2 separate regions of the Mus musculus genome follow, and region 1 is linked to region 2. Evidence: chromatin contacts called from public HiChIP or PLAC-seq data. All regions are on one chromosome and are shown on one strand. The core of a region is the stretch at or near the end of the contact, and the rest is flanking DNA. Distances in the headings are between cores, read along the strand shown. Region 1 overlaps Clip1 (CAP-GLY domain containing linker protein 1). Region 2 has its middle 4.4 kb from the start of Rhof.

What was found. HiChIP or PLAC-seq counts read pairs in DNA pulled down with a chosen protein or histone mark.
Region 1: a contact with region 2 is called in an H3K4me3 HiChIP or PLAC-seq map of bone marrow-derived macrophages, with 2.6 times the contacts expected there. The contact joins two enhancer-like sites. A contact is called at or near these places in 2 of 115 datasets of contacts at active chromatin or transcription factors (bone marrow-derived macrophages and memory CD8 T cells) and 1 of 9 other capture datasets (pancreatic islet).

The regions. Positions count from the first base shown.
Region 1 is chr5:123,656,020-123,663,719 of GRCm38.p6, reverse strand. Clip1 (CAP-GLY domain containing linker protein 1) reads left to right here. Exons shown (of 24, transcript NM_019765.5): 2 at 7,634-7,700. Among named protein-coding and RNA genes, the nearest start is that of Clip1, 24 kb to the left of the region's middle. Within about 2 kb of position 1,404, at least 115 of the 459 cell types and tissues checked have an H3K27ac peak or open chromatin away from gene starts, as enhancers often do. A contact at or near this core is called in bone marrow-derived macrophages and pancreatic islet, where this site is marked.
Region 2 is chr5:123,133,364-123,140,633 of GRCm38.p6, reverse strand. It overlaps a transcript of Rhof not described here. Among named protein-coding and RNA genes, the nearest start is that of Rhof, 4.4 kb to the right of the region's middle. Within about 2 kb of position 4,008, at least 257 of the 459 cell types and tissues checked have an H3K27ac peak or open chromatin away from gene starts, as enhancers often do. A contact at or near this core is called in bone marrow-derived macrophages and pancreatic islet, where this site is marked.

The sequences.
Region 1 (7,700 bases), core at 155-2,654, 530 kb before region 2:
GAGACAGGGTTTCTCTGTGTTCTCTGGCTGTCCTGGAACTTACTTTGTAGACCAGGCTGGCCTCGAACTCAGAAATCCACCTGCCTCTGCCTCCCAACTGCTGGTATTAAAGGCGTGCGCCACCGCCGCCTGGTGGAGGCCTTGAATTCTTGAAAGTGGTGGTAGCTAACCATTGTGGTACTTGCTGAACACAGGCACTGTTCTCATGGTTGGAAGCATCCCCTAGATGTTGTTGTTGTCTAGATATTGAAGCTGTAACTATATATCTGACACTGTGTATGCCAAAGCTGGGGTGATGTCTACATCTGGGATCCCAGCACCTTTGGGAGGTTGAGGCAGGTAGATCGCCAGAAGTCCCAGGAGAGCTTAGGCCATAGAATGCCATGTTTCAGTGATGGCGCAGCAGGTGAAGGTGCTTTCCTTCAAAGCTGACTACCTGAGTTAGATCCCCTGGAACCCATACGGTGGAAAGAGTAAATCGACTTTGGCAAGAAATTCTCTGACCTCCAAACCTGTGCGTGTGCCCCGTAGATTATTGGGCTATTTCTATCTCCACTAGCTTCCAAATGAATGAGACTCCGACTATGATTTATTTATTTAGCTTTAGCACAGTTACTAGGCAGATACCAGTACTTAGTATTTGAATGCACAGCAGCCCCAGACTAACCCCAACATGCTCCCGATAAATAAACGTCATGATTTTTTTTTTTTAAAGCAAACAAGGGACTCTAGAGACAGCTTAGTGGTTAAAAGCTATCATGGTACTTAGTGATACTCTTTGTGGTACTGTTCTTATAAAGGATATGAGTTTGGTTCCCAGCTCATAACTGAGATGTAGCCTATAATGCCAGTTCTGTGGCGATCTGATACCTGTGATCACTGAAGGCACCTACATTCATGTTCACACACAACATACACACATACACATACATACGCACACTTAAAAATAATAAAGAGAAATATTTAAAACCAAGCAAACAAATTGAAATAAAATACCCCACCCCCAAACACATACACACAAAAGACAAATGTGGACCAGACCGCACTTCATAGAGGATGACCACTTTCTGCAATAGAGGAATATCTTATTTTCTGGGATCATAACTGTAGCAAAACTGACACCTTAAGACACATAAAGCACACTTTTTTCTTTTTTAACCTGAGGACAGGTCCCCTAAGGTTGTCTGCTTCTTTGAAATAAATATCTTGCTTCTTTGCCCTTAGGTTGTAGGTTCTAGATCAGATCTGAATTAAATTTCAAGTTGATGACATTAATCTAGTTTAAAAAGTTCCAGGCCTGCCGTTGTCTCTCCAGAGAGTTCAGAGGTCACACAGGACAGCAAAACCGTTTCTTCAGTGTTGACGTTGAGTAATACACCTTCCTGTCTGCGGGAGGAAGTGCGGACCCTTTAGCGAGGAGGAGGGAGCAAGAAGGGGATTGTGTGCCTGAACAGTGCCCTGTAATCTCCCGGTGCTGCCTGGCGCTTGGAACTAGATGATCTTCCTGCTTCTTCCTTTTAAGAGTACAAGCAAAACAGAAGCTATTTTTAACTTTTCAGAGCTGATGTAAGTTCTAAAGATAAACACTTTCCAAATAGCTCTTGGCTTGAGAAAAACGACTATCAGGCATCATTCAGTGTTATAAATGCAAAATTCAGGTTATGCACACACACACACACACACACACACACACACGACACACATACACATATTCATATCCACACAGACTCAACATGACACAGATAGACAGACAGACGACACCAGCACACACTGGTGTTTTTTGGAAAACAAGGCTGTAGAGCAGTGTGACCTTTATCTTGGAAGGGGCTTTCATGCTTCTCCTTTTGGCTTTTTGAAGCAGGGTTTCACTGTGTAGCCCCAGCTGGCCTAGAACTTATGGCTGTCCTCTTACTTTCCTCTCTCAGTTTCTGGCATCACAGGCCTGAGCCACTGCCTTGGCTGTGACTAATGGAAAGTATATTTAGCAGTGTATACACATCCACACAAGACCTCTCACGTGGGGAGGTGGTGTTGATTATCGTGACATAGCCATTACTTTTTGGAGCTGTTGGACTTCTCTGCAGGCCTTGGATATATTTTGCTTTGTTTAGTAACTACACATCCATGTAACTCTAGGGTATTTTGATCCAAGGTTGGGAAACAGCTGATAGTGTTGTTAGAGCCACATCACAACTCTCGTGGACCACCAGTAAGGTACTTCACTCTTGCTTCTTTGCTTGCTTGTTTTCTGGTTTTTCGAGAAAGGGTTTCTCTGTGTGCCCTGGCTGTCCTGGAAAGCTTATTGTTTGCTGCTGCTGCTCCTTCTCCTGCTGCTGCTCCTTCTCCTTCTCCTCCTTCTGCTGCTGCTGCTCCTCCTCCTCCTCCTCCTGCTCCTGCTCCTGCTCCTCCTCCTCCTCCTCTTTAAGTAGGGTCAGTTCAGGCTGATTTTGAACTTGTATTCCTCTTGCCTCAGCCTCCTCACAGTTCTGGGATAAATTACCTCTGAAAATGGAGTTTAAAATATTTTGAAAGATGAAAGGTGTAGCTCAGTTACCAGAGTGCTTTCATAGTATGCATGAAGCTCTGGGCTCAGTCTTCAGCACCACAAAAACTGCATGGTTGTGCAGGCTAGTAATTCCAGCACTGGGGGGTTAGAGGCCACAGGACACAAGTTCAAGGTCATCTTCGGCTACACATCAAGTTTTAGGCAAGCCTCAGGTACTTAAGATTTGGTTTCAAAAAATTTGGTTGAATCATTATTTGTGAAGTACTTAATTTTTCCTCAGGCACTCGCTTTTTTGTTTGTTTATTTGTTTTTTGAGACAGGGTTTCTCTGTGTATACCTGGCTGCCCAGGAACTCATTATGTACACCAGGTTGGCCTCAAACTCAGGGAACTGCCTGCCACTGCCTATTCAGTGCTGGGACTAAAGGCTTACACTACTGTGCTGGGCGTAGGTAGTCACCTTTAACATTTTTTATTGATTTTTGTGTGTATAAGCATTTTGGGCATATGTATGTCAGATGGTCAGAAGAGGGTGTAGCTCCTGCAACTGGAGTTGCAGGTAGTTGTGGCCGCTTAACTGGGAACCGAACTAGGTCCCCTGAGAGCAATAGGTGCTTGTAATTGCTGAGCCATCTCTCCTGCCACTTGGGCAGTCACTTTAAATGAGATCAAGTCTTTGGCAAGAAGAGTACCCTTGGATGGAGGAAGTTGCAGGATAGTGTTGTCTGATAGGACTATCTGCCCTGTGTGTAGTGATTGGAATTGTTGTGTCTCTGGCACTGTCGCTAGTTAATCGTACATTTGGATGTGACTGAAGCATTACATTTAACATGGAGTGCCTAGAGACAGGGTTCCAGGGTTAAGAACTTTTGTCACTCATGCAGGGGGCTGGAGTTTGGGCAGCTCCACCACACCTAGGGCGCATTATGCTCTTTTGGTTTCCACGCGCACCTGCACACTTATATACAGGGAGGGGGCAGTAAAGCTAATAAGAAAAAAGTAGGTCAGGTGTGGCTGAGGCGGGCAGGTCTGTGTGAGTTCTAGGCCAGTCTGCTGATGTGCATGGTAAGTTTCAGGCCATCCAGGGCTTCACTGTGAGACCCTATCTCAACAACACACACACACACACACACACACACACACACACACGCACACACACACAAAACCACAAGTAGCTGGAGGTTACCATACTTGAAAACACAGAGGCCACATACTGAGCTTTTGGTCTCACAGACTGGAAGTCTGAGATACAAAAAAAATGTATCAAATAAAGGCAAGCTGTAGGATATCTAGCCTAGTCCACTCCCTGTGTCTGGTAGTAGAAAGGCTGGATGTGGTCTCCTGTGCTCAGCGGTAGCTAGTCTTCACAGCTATACTCGTCCTTGCCAGAGTGTCGTCTCAAGAGTTCTAGATGATAGTCTTCCCCGAAGTCCCCTTGTGAGCACCATCCCTGCCGCTCAGGACTCTGCTCTCCTGCGTTAGCCTGAGGCCAGCAGCCCCAGCTCGGACCTGTACTGACTAGCGCACCGAGTGAGGATTTCAAACGAACCACGGAAAGGCTGCTGGCCCTGGGCTTCAGATTTGCCTGTTAATGGGAGTGAGACTAAAGTAACCGAGATGAACTCTTGAAATAAGTATGAAGTCTGAGATGCTGTAGACAGCTTTCATTGTGCTAGTAGACTCCTGTAATAAAGGCCCTGCATCTGAGGTGAAGGGTTAGGGAAGTTGAATAGTTTCTTCATTCATTAATTGATCGGAGGCTCTTGAGCATCTCCTGCAGTTTTCCCTTTAGACTTGATTTCTTAGAGGAATCCTCTGATGCTCATCCAACTGAGCTCACTGTCCAATCCACAGGCTTTGTCCTTTGCCATCTCCTCTGCCTCCCGACTGTAACGTCTGTTTCCTTCCAGCTCACACATGCTTTGCTTTTTGCCTTGCTCTCGAAGCCTTTTCCTTGTACTCTGGTCCACCCTTTTGGCCTTCTAGGACAGTTTTGGGATAATCACATGGCTTGTTATGTCTTATAAGTGGCATTGTGTGCTTAGTTATTTTTTTGTGGGTGTGAATCTTCTCCCCAGATACATTGTAAGTTCCATATGTTTGTATCCGTTATATATTCTTATGTCATCTGTAGTGAGCAGGAAGTACAATTTAAAACATATTAGGTGCGCCCCAGCCAGTCAGAGTAAAAGTTTAGAGTGTTTTCCTTTATTTAGTGAATGTGTATTATATGTTGTAGGAAATATAAAAATGGCTAAAATGTAATTTCTTCAGAGAGAATTTACAGTCCACACAGAGACCGCTAAATGTGCTGGATGCTGTGAAAACCACACAGACTCAGTGAGTTGTGGTTGCTTGTGCCTGTATCCCAGCACTGTAGAAGGCCACTGCCAGAGAATCGCCATGAGTTTGAGGCCAGTCAGTATTCCCGTGTGACATCCTATTTCAGAAACCTAGAAACAGGGCTGATGAGATGGCTCAGATGCCACACAAGTCTGGCAAGCATCTGAGTTGAGTCCTCAGATCATACTTTAAAAGGTGAAAGGAGAGAGAGCTGACTCTATAAAGTTGTCCTCTGACCTCCCATGTACTCACCCTGACACCTGTATCCACACACACACTCACACACTCACACACACACACACACACACACACACACACACACACACACCCAACCTGGTTAAGCACACATGTAATCCCAGTACTCAGGAGATGGAGGCAGGGGGATCAGAAGTTCAGTTACTCTCAGCTACATAGCAAGTCTGAGTCTCTCCTGGATCCACGAGAGCCTGTCATAAACAAATAGCAGACAGACCAAACAAAATGGACAGTGCACTGGAAAGAGAAGGATGGACACGTTTGCGTTGGCGAGGAGCTGGGGTGGTTTTGGAAAGCGAGTGAGTGTAGGTTTCAGCAGGTGAAGCTGAAGACTTGGGAAGCAGGGAGAACCCCTGGGAAGCCATGGAGGAGGCAGAGTCCTGAGCTGTTCTGGGGTCAGCTGTGGACGATTCCCGGGCATGCGATTGGGAAACTGAACTTCCAATTAATCCTTGATCAGTAATTTAGTGGTGGTTCTCAGATGCTCCCGTCAGAATCACCTGAGTGGCTTATGTGACCCAGATGGCTGAGTCCGCAGGGTTTGTTGATAGGTCCGAGGTCCTCATTTCTAACAGGTTCTAGCTGCTGCTGCTGCTGCTTGAGTGTGAGCACAGTGCATGTGATAATTGCCCGTGGAGATGCCGGCATATTTGGTAACTAGAACCCCTGGCTGTTAACGCACCGAGGTGGTGGTGCTGCTCTGTGCATACACACCGGGACTTCCAGGCTGCAGATCAGGCTGTGGTATGCACAGCCCTTCCTGCAGGGTTGGAGCAGTGGTGATGCAAGCAGTAAGTGCTGAGCATGCTTTCCTGGCACCCAAGTCTTTAAAGTCTGAGCGAGAGGCACTTGGTGCTGGGGGCCCTTGACAAGTGAAGATTTAAAATCTCTTTAACTCTTAGCTAGGTGCGGTGGTGCAGGCCTTTAACCCCAGCACCAGGGAAGCAGAGGTGGGCAATTTTTGTGAGTTTTAAACTTAGCCTTTGTCTATCTACACAGTGAGTTCCAGGATAATCAGGGCTATATAGTGAGACCCTGTCTCAAACAAAACAAAATAGCAAAAAAACCCTGTAACTCTGAATAGGAAACAAAAATGAATATAGCAAGCAATATTTGGGAAACACTTTTCTTAGGGCTTCTTTGCATTTTTTTTTTTTTTTTTGATTTTTCGAGACAGGGTTTCTCTGTATAGCCCTGGCTGTCCTGGAACTCACTTTGTAGACCAGGCTGGCCTCGAACTCAGAAATCCGCCTGCCTCTGCCTCCCATGTGCTGGGATTTTTCTTTGCATTCTTAAAAATTACTGAGATCTCCAGAAGTCCCCCCTTAAACCCAAACAAAACAACAGGCTCTGTGACTTTTCTTTTTTAAAGATGACTTTATTACTTCTTGCCCGTTCTTTTTTTTTTTAAGATTTATTTATTTATTATATCTAAGTACACTGTAGCGGTCTTCAGACACACCAGAAGAGGGAGTCAGATCTCATTACGGATGGTTGTGAGCCACCATGTGGTTGCTGGGATTTGAACTCAGGACCTTTGGAAGAGCAGTCGGTGCTCTTAACCACTGAGCCATCTCTCCAGCCCCCGCTCTGTGACTTTTTAAAATATATTTTTTCCTTTTTTATTAGATATTCTCTTTATTTACATTTCAAATGTTATCCCCTTTCCTAGTTTCCCCTCTGAAAAATCCCCATCCCCTCCCCCTCCCCCTGCTCCCCAGCCCACCCACTCCCGCTTCCAGGCCCAGGCATTCCCCTATACTGGGGCATAGAACCTTCTTCACAGGACCAAGGGCCTCTCCTCCCATTGATGACAGACTAGGCCATCCTCTGCTACATATGTAGCTGGAGCCATGAGTCCCTTCATGTGTTTTCTTTGGTTGGTGGTTTAGTCCCAGGGAACTCTGGGGTTACTGGTTAGTTCATATTGTTGTTCCTCCTAGGGGGCTGCAACCCCTTTCAGCTCCTTGGGTACTTTCTCTAGCTCCTTCATTGGGGACCATGTGCTCCATCTAATGGATGACTGTGAGCATCCATTTCTGTATTAGTCAATCACTGGCAGAGCCTCTCAGGAGACAGCTATATCAGGCTCCTGTCAGCAAGCTCTTGTTGGCATCTGCAATAGTGTCTGGGTTTGGTGGTTGTTTATGGGATGGATCCCCAGGTGGGGCAGGTTCTGGATGGTTATTCCTTCAGTCTCTGCTCCAAACTTTGTCTCTGTAAGTCCTTAAAATATATTTTTTAAAGACTTATTTGTTTCATGTTTGTGGGTATGCTGTCGCTGTCTTGAGACACACCAGAAGAGGGTATCAGATCCCATTACAGATGGTTGTCAGCCACCATGTGGTTGCTGGGAATTGAACTCAGGACCTCTGGAAGAGCAATCAGTGCTCTTATCCGCTGAGCCATCCCTGAGCCATCCCTCCAGCCCGCCACTGTGGTTTTTATCCCTCAGATTACAAGTCTGCACTACTACTATGCCCAGTTTGGTATTTGAAGTAACTCTCTCTTGATATGTTTCCTTTTTCAGATTTGACCGAGAGGCTGAGTTCTCTATAGGAACACCCACATTTGTATGGATGAGTGGGGAAAGATAG
Region 2 (7,270 bases), core at 2,759-5,258:
AATTCTATTTTTTAACAAGGTAATGTTTTAAATGTATAGTTGTAGCGAAACGGCAACAATAACAAAAAAACTGTGAGCTGTTGTTACTGTTAAATTTTCTAAAAACCTTTTACATTGTAAGTACCCAATCCATTCTGTCCTTAACTGCACTGCCGTTCTCGTGTTACTGTCGCCTGAGATGTCCTGAATTTTCGGAAGCTTCATCTGCATGTATGTCTTTGTCTTTGTCTGATGTAAGTCAGTTAAAATGCTTTTAGACGTTTTTGCTTCTATAAAGCTACGATTTTTTAGCTTCGAGCTTTTTGGAAAAAAAAAAATGTTTACAGCCATAGTTGCTATTCAGATTTCTTCCCAGTAGCTCGTACACTCTTTGAAAATCGATCTATTTGAAGAAAAACAGCTGTTTTTCTCGAACTGGGTGTGGGGTGGTGGAGGGTAAGAGAAAGGAAGACCTTTTGTATAAAAAAAGACTGAAAGCCGCCTCTGAAAACTAGATTAAAACTGGAAAACAAGCCCTTAGCCGGTTCAAGCCAAACACCTACGTTGAGTCGGTGGTATTTTCTGTGGCGGTTGGGATGGCTGGTTTTGCCTTTTGTTTTGATTTGACTTGTGTTTTCGCCTTTTGTTTCTTAATGACGATCACACCATTGGTAAATCCAGAGCACTAAACAGCCCTCAGCGAAGCCGCCTTTTTGCCAGCCCAACCCTGGAAAGTTTGCAGTCGTGGAAGGAGCAGAAATACCACGAGTGTAACTTACAAAGAAGGTAACAAAGGGACACCAGAACCCCAGGTTTCCCCCCAACTAAACAACCAAACATCCCCCACCTCCCAAAAAAAGACCTGTTATTTTTATAATATCTCCAAAAGCGCCGGCCAGCTTTTTCTTCTAGACGCCATGGCGCCGGGCTGAGTGGGTAAGTAAAAAACTAGACTAAAAAAATTTGTTTTCAAGTGTCTTTTTCCCCCTTCGAGGAACTCTCGATTGAGCAGGCCATGGGCTGCAGATGATTGGGAGCTGGGATTTCTTGAGCTTGAGCTTGGCAGCCGATTGCAGTGGGTGGGTGAGGGGACTAGGGCTCTCCAGACCCCTCTGCCTCTTTTGCACCCAAAGGCGAAGAGAGCCTGTCCCCAGTACCCTGGGGCATCCATGGAGCCGCCTGCGCTAGTCCCTTTGGCTCGCCTCAGGTTTGCACCTTAGTGGCAGAGAAGAAATCGAAGTGTTTTGGAGATGGAGGGGCTGAAAAAAGCGAGGAAACCTTCCCACCCATCTTAAAGTCTCGTTCCTGATTGATTGTGGGGGTTTCTGTCCCCCGGAAGCCAGCTTTTCGGGGCTCCGGGGCTCGCCTGCTCTTCCAAAGAGAAAAAGGACAAAAGGCCGGCGTCCATGTTGGCATCATGACGCAGCATCTCTCTCCCGCCTGCAGCCTGGCGCTGCTTGTCCTCCGGGCCGCGCTCGCTCCTCCCTCTCAAACACGAGTTTTATTTTCAGGTTTTTGAGCCGAGCCGAGGGCTGGGTCGGGTTGGAGCCAAGGCTGAAGCCGCCGGGCCATTCAATACTGCTCTCTGGCTAATGGCGGCCGGCTTTCCTCCTTCCTTCCGCCATCCTGCTTTTCCCTGGTTGTCGCTGGGAGCCGAGAGGCAGCCCCGGGCCCTAACAGCCTGCCAGGCACGGCGCCCGCGATCCTGGTGACGGGTCTCGGGGGGCCTTAGGCCCCGGGGGGCGTCGCGCACCCTAATTCTCCGCACTCGATCCCCCCGAGCCCCTCCCCCCAGGCGCGGTTCGGGCAGTGGCGGCCGCGGGGGGAGCCGAGGCCGGGTAGGGCGAGCCCCTGGAGGCGGGTGAGGGACCCCGATCTCCGTGGCAGCCCCGGCCTCCCAAGGCCCACACGGGCACGAGGCCTCGCTCTGGCTTGCACTGCCTGCCGTTCTGCCTCGGAACAGGAGCCAGTAGTTAGCCAAGGGCTAAGAGGCTGCTCCAGCCTCCCTTCACTGCCACTTGGCTTCGGGAGACCCACCCCTGCCTCCCCCAGACGTCCTTTGGTAGTCGAGCCGGAGGGGCGGGTCTCCCCTTTTGTCCCCACTTGGGGTTAGAGGCCTTCGCAGTGGCTTCACTTGGACGCCAGGGGCCCAGCCTCCAACCCAGCTCTCTGTGGGTTGGAGGTGTGTTTTGGAAGGGGGTGGGCTGGGGCTTGGGAAAGCCGATTGGGGCCTCCCCTTCGGGATCCCCCCCAGCCCCCCGCCGCGATAGTGCCCGAGGGTAAAGCCTTAGATCCTGGCCTTCCTGGGGGAGGGGATGTGGACAGGGCGGGTCTTTGGAAATGCAGATGAGTCGTCTCCCGCTGCTGGTCTCCTGGGTTGAACTTTAGTGACTCAGCCACCCTCACCCCACCCCCACCCATTCCACAGTGAGGGCCGCCTTGTCAGCTGGGAAAGGGGGGGGGGGGACACAGCATTTCTGTGACTCCCTTTCTATCTAGTAGACCCTGTTGGTATTGCATTTGGCCAATCCATTCTCTCTGAACCTACAAACTGTGGAATTGCCCTAACAGAACGTCCGAATTTACAGGTCTTGGCCGGAGACCGGAGCCATGTCTGTGTTATCCCCACTGTAGACAATCCTTGCTTCCTCTGGACATCTGGAGCAGGCCCAATTTGACTGAGAGCCTTCCCCCACTAAGGTAGGTAAGAGCCCTTTCCCCAAGTTCAGAGAACTGTTGCCGGGCTTTGACCTGCAGCCTTCGAAGGGCGGCTTGGGATCCCCAAACCTGCTGGGCTGGTTCTGCAGCCCCTCCCCCACGCTGATGTGGCGGTTGTGTGTGTGAAATGGGCGGCCTGCTGGGTCCATCCAGCCCCGCCTGTCAGCTTCTGCTGTGGGGCGTTTAGGGCGGGCGATTCTCATGCCGAATTTAGCAGCTTACTAGAGCAAGGACTACCAAGTATTTCCCAGTGGTGTGGTTTATGGTGGCTGGGAGGGCCCTGGAAACTTCTGAAGACGGTGACTGCTGCCAGGTTTCCCAGTGGTGCTTCAGACATTGTTCCTGAACCCCATTAGGGGGACCAGCTGAGCCCCCTTCTGATGTCTGCCTTGCTGGATAGACAAAGAAGCAAAAGATGTGAAGTGGTAGCCAGCTTCCCGAGAGAAAAGATTTCCTTGGCTTCTCCTTTTCCTGGATCCGAGCTCTCAACAAGGCCAGGTGTCGGTAGCCTGGCTTCTAGAACGTGACACAAACGGAGGCTGGCCCTTCACCTGTCTGTAGTGATCTTACAGAGTCAATGAGGTCTGTGCTTAGTCTCTGAGCAGGGTCTCCCCAGCTGCACCGGCATCAGAAGTCAGTGGTTGGACCCATTAAACCCGACTGTGCCCATTTCTCGAGTTTCCCTCTTAGGCAGTTACATCTAAGAACTTGCTCTTCTTACAAGGTTCCAGGTAGCACCAAGTTTCTAGACTCTCTCTAGTAGGTGGCACCTGGGATGTCACCCAGCTTGGTGGCTAGCAGTTGGCTTGCCCTCCTCCTAGGCAGGAAGCTTTGCTGCTGAAACTGGTGTGGCCCTTGATCCCTGACCCCTGGCCCCCTAGTGTGTTTCTCGTTTTGTTACTTTGATAAGCCATTTGGCCTCAGGTGCCGCGGCTCCTGCTGGCTTCCCCTATTTGGGCCTCAGCTTCCAGCCTCTAGTCTTCTCTTTTCTCCTCACCCCTACAGTGAGTGCTGACGTGTGAGTCGGGGAGCCTGGAAGGCTTCCCTGAGTTGTTGCTGGAGGCAGATTGGTGCCTAATCAGGGTGCTTCTAGTCTGGCAGCTGTAGGTTAGATGTGGACCTAGCTAGTGACCTTGGACCATTGCCTCTCTTCCCCCTCCCCGGGTTAAAAAGACCACAATACCTGCTGGAAAAGGTTGGTGGGAGGATTAAGTGAGATTAAGAGGGCCAGACTCCTGCTCTGACCTCACAACCAGTTGGCCTCCATTGTGATAAGGATTGTTGCTGGGAGTGGTTGCTGCCTGCGCCGGTGGGGGCTGGGCTGTCTCCAGGGCTCCTCCCCGCCAGCCCACTTCCTGAAGCACGTGCTGGAGCCTCCAGGCAAAGGAGAAAGAAAACTGGCTTTGCTTGGGAAGGCAGCCAGCCCTGTTTTTCTTCTAGTGTTTGAGTCCAGGCTGTTCCCGGGGCTCCGTAGGCTGTCCTGTGGTTGGGTCGGGATTTAAGGGCCACCCACCAATAGCCCCAAGAGAAGAAATGTCTCACCCAAGGTTATGAGGCCACCACGGAGCAGAGCCTGGACAGGGTTCCAGGTGTCTTGATTTTCAGCCCAGAACCTGGGCCCGTGACACCCCCTTGCCCAGCTGTCTGGGTTATTTTAGGCTCCCTCCCGTGCCAGCTGTCTGCCTTTATCACTGCCAGAGAGAGCTGTCTGGTATAGCAAGGCTCCACAATGGTCCCGTGGCTCCCGCTGGTGCAGAGGGCCAGGCATCAAGTCCGTCGATGAGCTGGCTTTCTGCTGGGAAGGCTGAACTCCTCACCCCTATTGAGAAGGGGGGCGGGGAGAAGAGCGCTTTGCTAGGTTGGTCTCGTTCATACTTTAGATACCTGGTAAGCCTTGGAACACAACTGATCAACCCTAAAGGCTCTGGTTAGAGTCCTTGGATCTGGCTGGGGTCTTTATCTCCTCCAGCCTCCCACTAATTGATTTAAGTCGCGCTGTGTCAGCTGTACCCTGGAGGGCTACAGGCTTTAGGGAGCAATTAGGCGCTAAGCTGTGACGTGGTGCTTGAAAGGGGAAGATGGAAGTGACCGGGACCAACTTGTGGCTTGCTCTCTACTTCAGGTCTTTTCCACCTCTCTCTCTCTCTCTCCTTTCTTTGGCCCCTTATCACCTCCTGGGCTGTAGGGTGGGGCAGTTTGTCCTGCTGTTGTTCCTGGCCCCGAGGGGTGCCCCGCCTCCTGGTCACCCACGGAGCGTGGGGCGGAGCCGCTCTGGCCTGCAGAGAGAGGGCCACGCCAGCAGAAGGCTTGCCTGAACTGGGAGGTGGCTGTACTCGATTTACTACACGAGATTCCAGTGTCCCCGCCCCTTCCGGCTCCTCCACCTGGCCCCGAGCCCAAGTTTGGAATATGACCTTTTTAGACTCTCTGCAACCGAGGTGGGTCGGAGGACCCGCCATCCCCGCTCTCCACGGCCCCCAGTGTTTTCTCGGATTGTTCCGTGCCAATGGGAACCAGGAGGGAAAGTTGAACAAAAACCTTCAGAGCTATTAAATTGTCGCGTGATGGAGGAGGGTCTTGCTGTGTCCGGGCTAGTCCTAGTGACAGGTTAGGACCCTAGGTATATCCCTTTGTACCAACGTTCGCTGGTTTTCCGCCTGGCTTCCAGAAATCACTAAGCCCATCCTCTGCTTGTTCCCTGGAGCTGTTAAGTAGCTGAGACTTGGAGCGGTCAGGCTGCCTAACCAGGTAGATAAGATAGCCTGGCTTCACCCCTCTGCTAGAGTCTTTATCTCCCCCCTCTTATCCGTTCCATCTGCATTTGGATAGCTCAATAATTGATTTATGGGGCCTCTGAATAGGGGAGTGGTGGCCTTAGCCTCCCCCACCCAAATTTGTACTTTGTCCTTAAAGGCTGCAGTCTGTTCTCCTCTGCCCCCCTGGATCTGAGCTTTAGTCTCTGCAGTGACCACCTGACAGCTCCCTGAGGGGGGTTTGAGGCAAGAACCCACAGAAGCAATTTCTTGCTTTCCTCTGCTCTCTAGGAATTCCTGGACAATGGAGAGTGCCCCAGGCCCCCTGAACATCTTGCTGATGAGGGAGTAAAGCCACCCTGGGTGGGTGTGAGTGCGCGCGCGCGCGCCTATCTCCTCAGCTGGCCCGGCCCGACCTCTGAGGAGGCTCTCACCAGCAGCTGGCTAGATTCCTGGTTATTTTTAGTTACAGATCCAGCCCCACCATCACCACCAGAGTTGAGTCCAAATCCAACACTCTAGGCCGGGTAGTGCTGGGACTTTGCCAGCCTCCTGCTGAGGTAGGGCTGGGTGAGTAGGCAGGCTGGAACGGGTGGGGTGGCCGTGTGCTGTCTGAACCCTCCCCAGAGCTGGTCGCTTTTGGTCATTTCCTCCCTGCAGACTTGCTCTTCCTCCACACAGGTCTGGGGGAGTTTGTGGGAAGCCAGGAGCCCTCTCTTGGTTATATGTAGTAGAACAAGTTTTTTTTCTTAGAAGTGAATTCTCCCCTTGGCAAACTGCAGCCAGCCAGCCTCCTGGGTCGAGAGCCAAGCCAAAAGATGTCTGAGAGAAGAAACCTGGGGTCCTGCAAAGGTAAGTGGGTCCCAGCCCACTCTCAATCCCCCTCTCTCTGTGTGATTGCTATTCCACACTGGAGTCACCTGCTCTGTGCTTCTGAGGAACCTCACCTCTGGCACATCAATGGAAATTGTCCTTCCCTTTTTATTTATTTTTATTTATTTTTTATTTTTTGCCACCCTCACTGGCCACTAAGAGATAGCCCTAGCTCCTCCTCTCCTGCCTGGTTTTGACAGGACTCACTCCATTGAGTCCTGTCTCGTCTCTTTGCAGCCCTCCTCCTCCCCCCCCCCCCCCTTCAGCCAGCACTTAGGCCCTCCCTGATTTAGCCCGTTACCTTGACAACCACTTGGGCCTGTCTCCCTCATCACCACTGAAAACCTGAAGGTGGTTTTCCAGCTGCGGTACATTTGCCCAAGTTGGGCACCCCTCCAGCTTCTATTGGCTCGCCCTCTATACAGCTGTACCCAATATAACAAACACAACCTTCCTGGCCCCTCAGCTGTAGTCTCGAAATTGATCTCACTGGTCCCGGGAACTCCGTCAATACTGCCTCCTCTAGACTGAGCTCCTCACAGGCAGGAACATGGTTGTTTCTCAATAAACAAGTTGCAAAAAAAGGAATGAGTGAGTTGCTGAACATTTGTCTATGGGCGGTTGATCCAGTGACAAGAGGGGCTTCTCCCTAACAGCTGGAGATTGGTTCAGGTTTCCACCCACCCTGTTGTCTTTGCGTTTTCACGGGCGGTCGCTGCTGTCCTCTGGTGGTGGAGCCGTGTATTGCGTCTCCTGGCGCAATGGGGGAGGAGGCGGGGAAACAAGGAGTGAGGTTGGTAGTTACTCCACAGAGTAAAATTTTCTTGATGTTTGCTGAGAACTTGAAAATCAAGACTCCCCATTGTGAGGCCCAGGACAAGAGCTTTGCCAACACTGCTTTGAAGAAATGAACTCCTCTAGTAGAATTATATTCACCCTCAGGATCT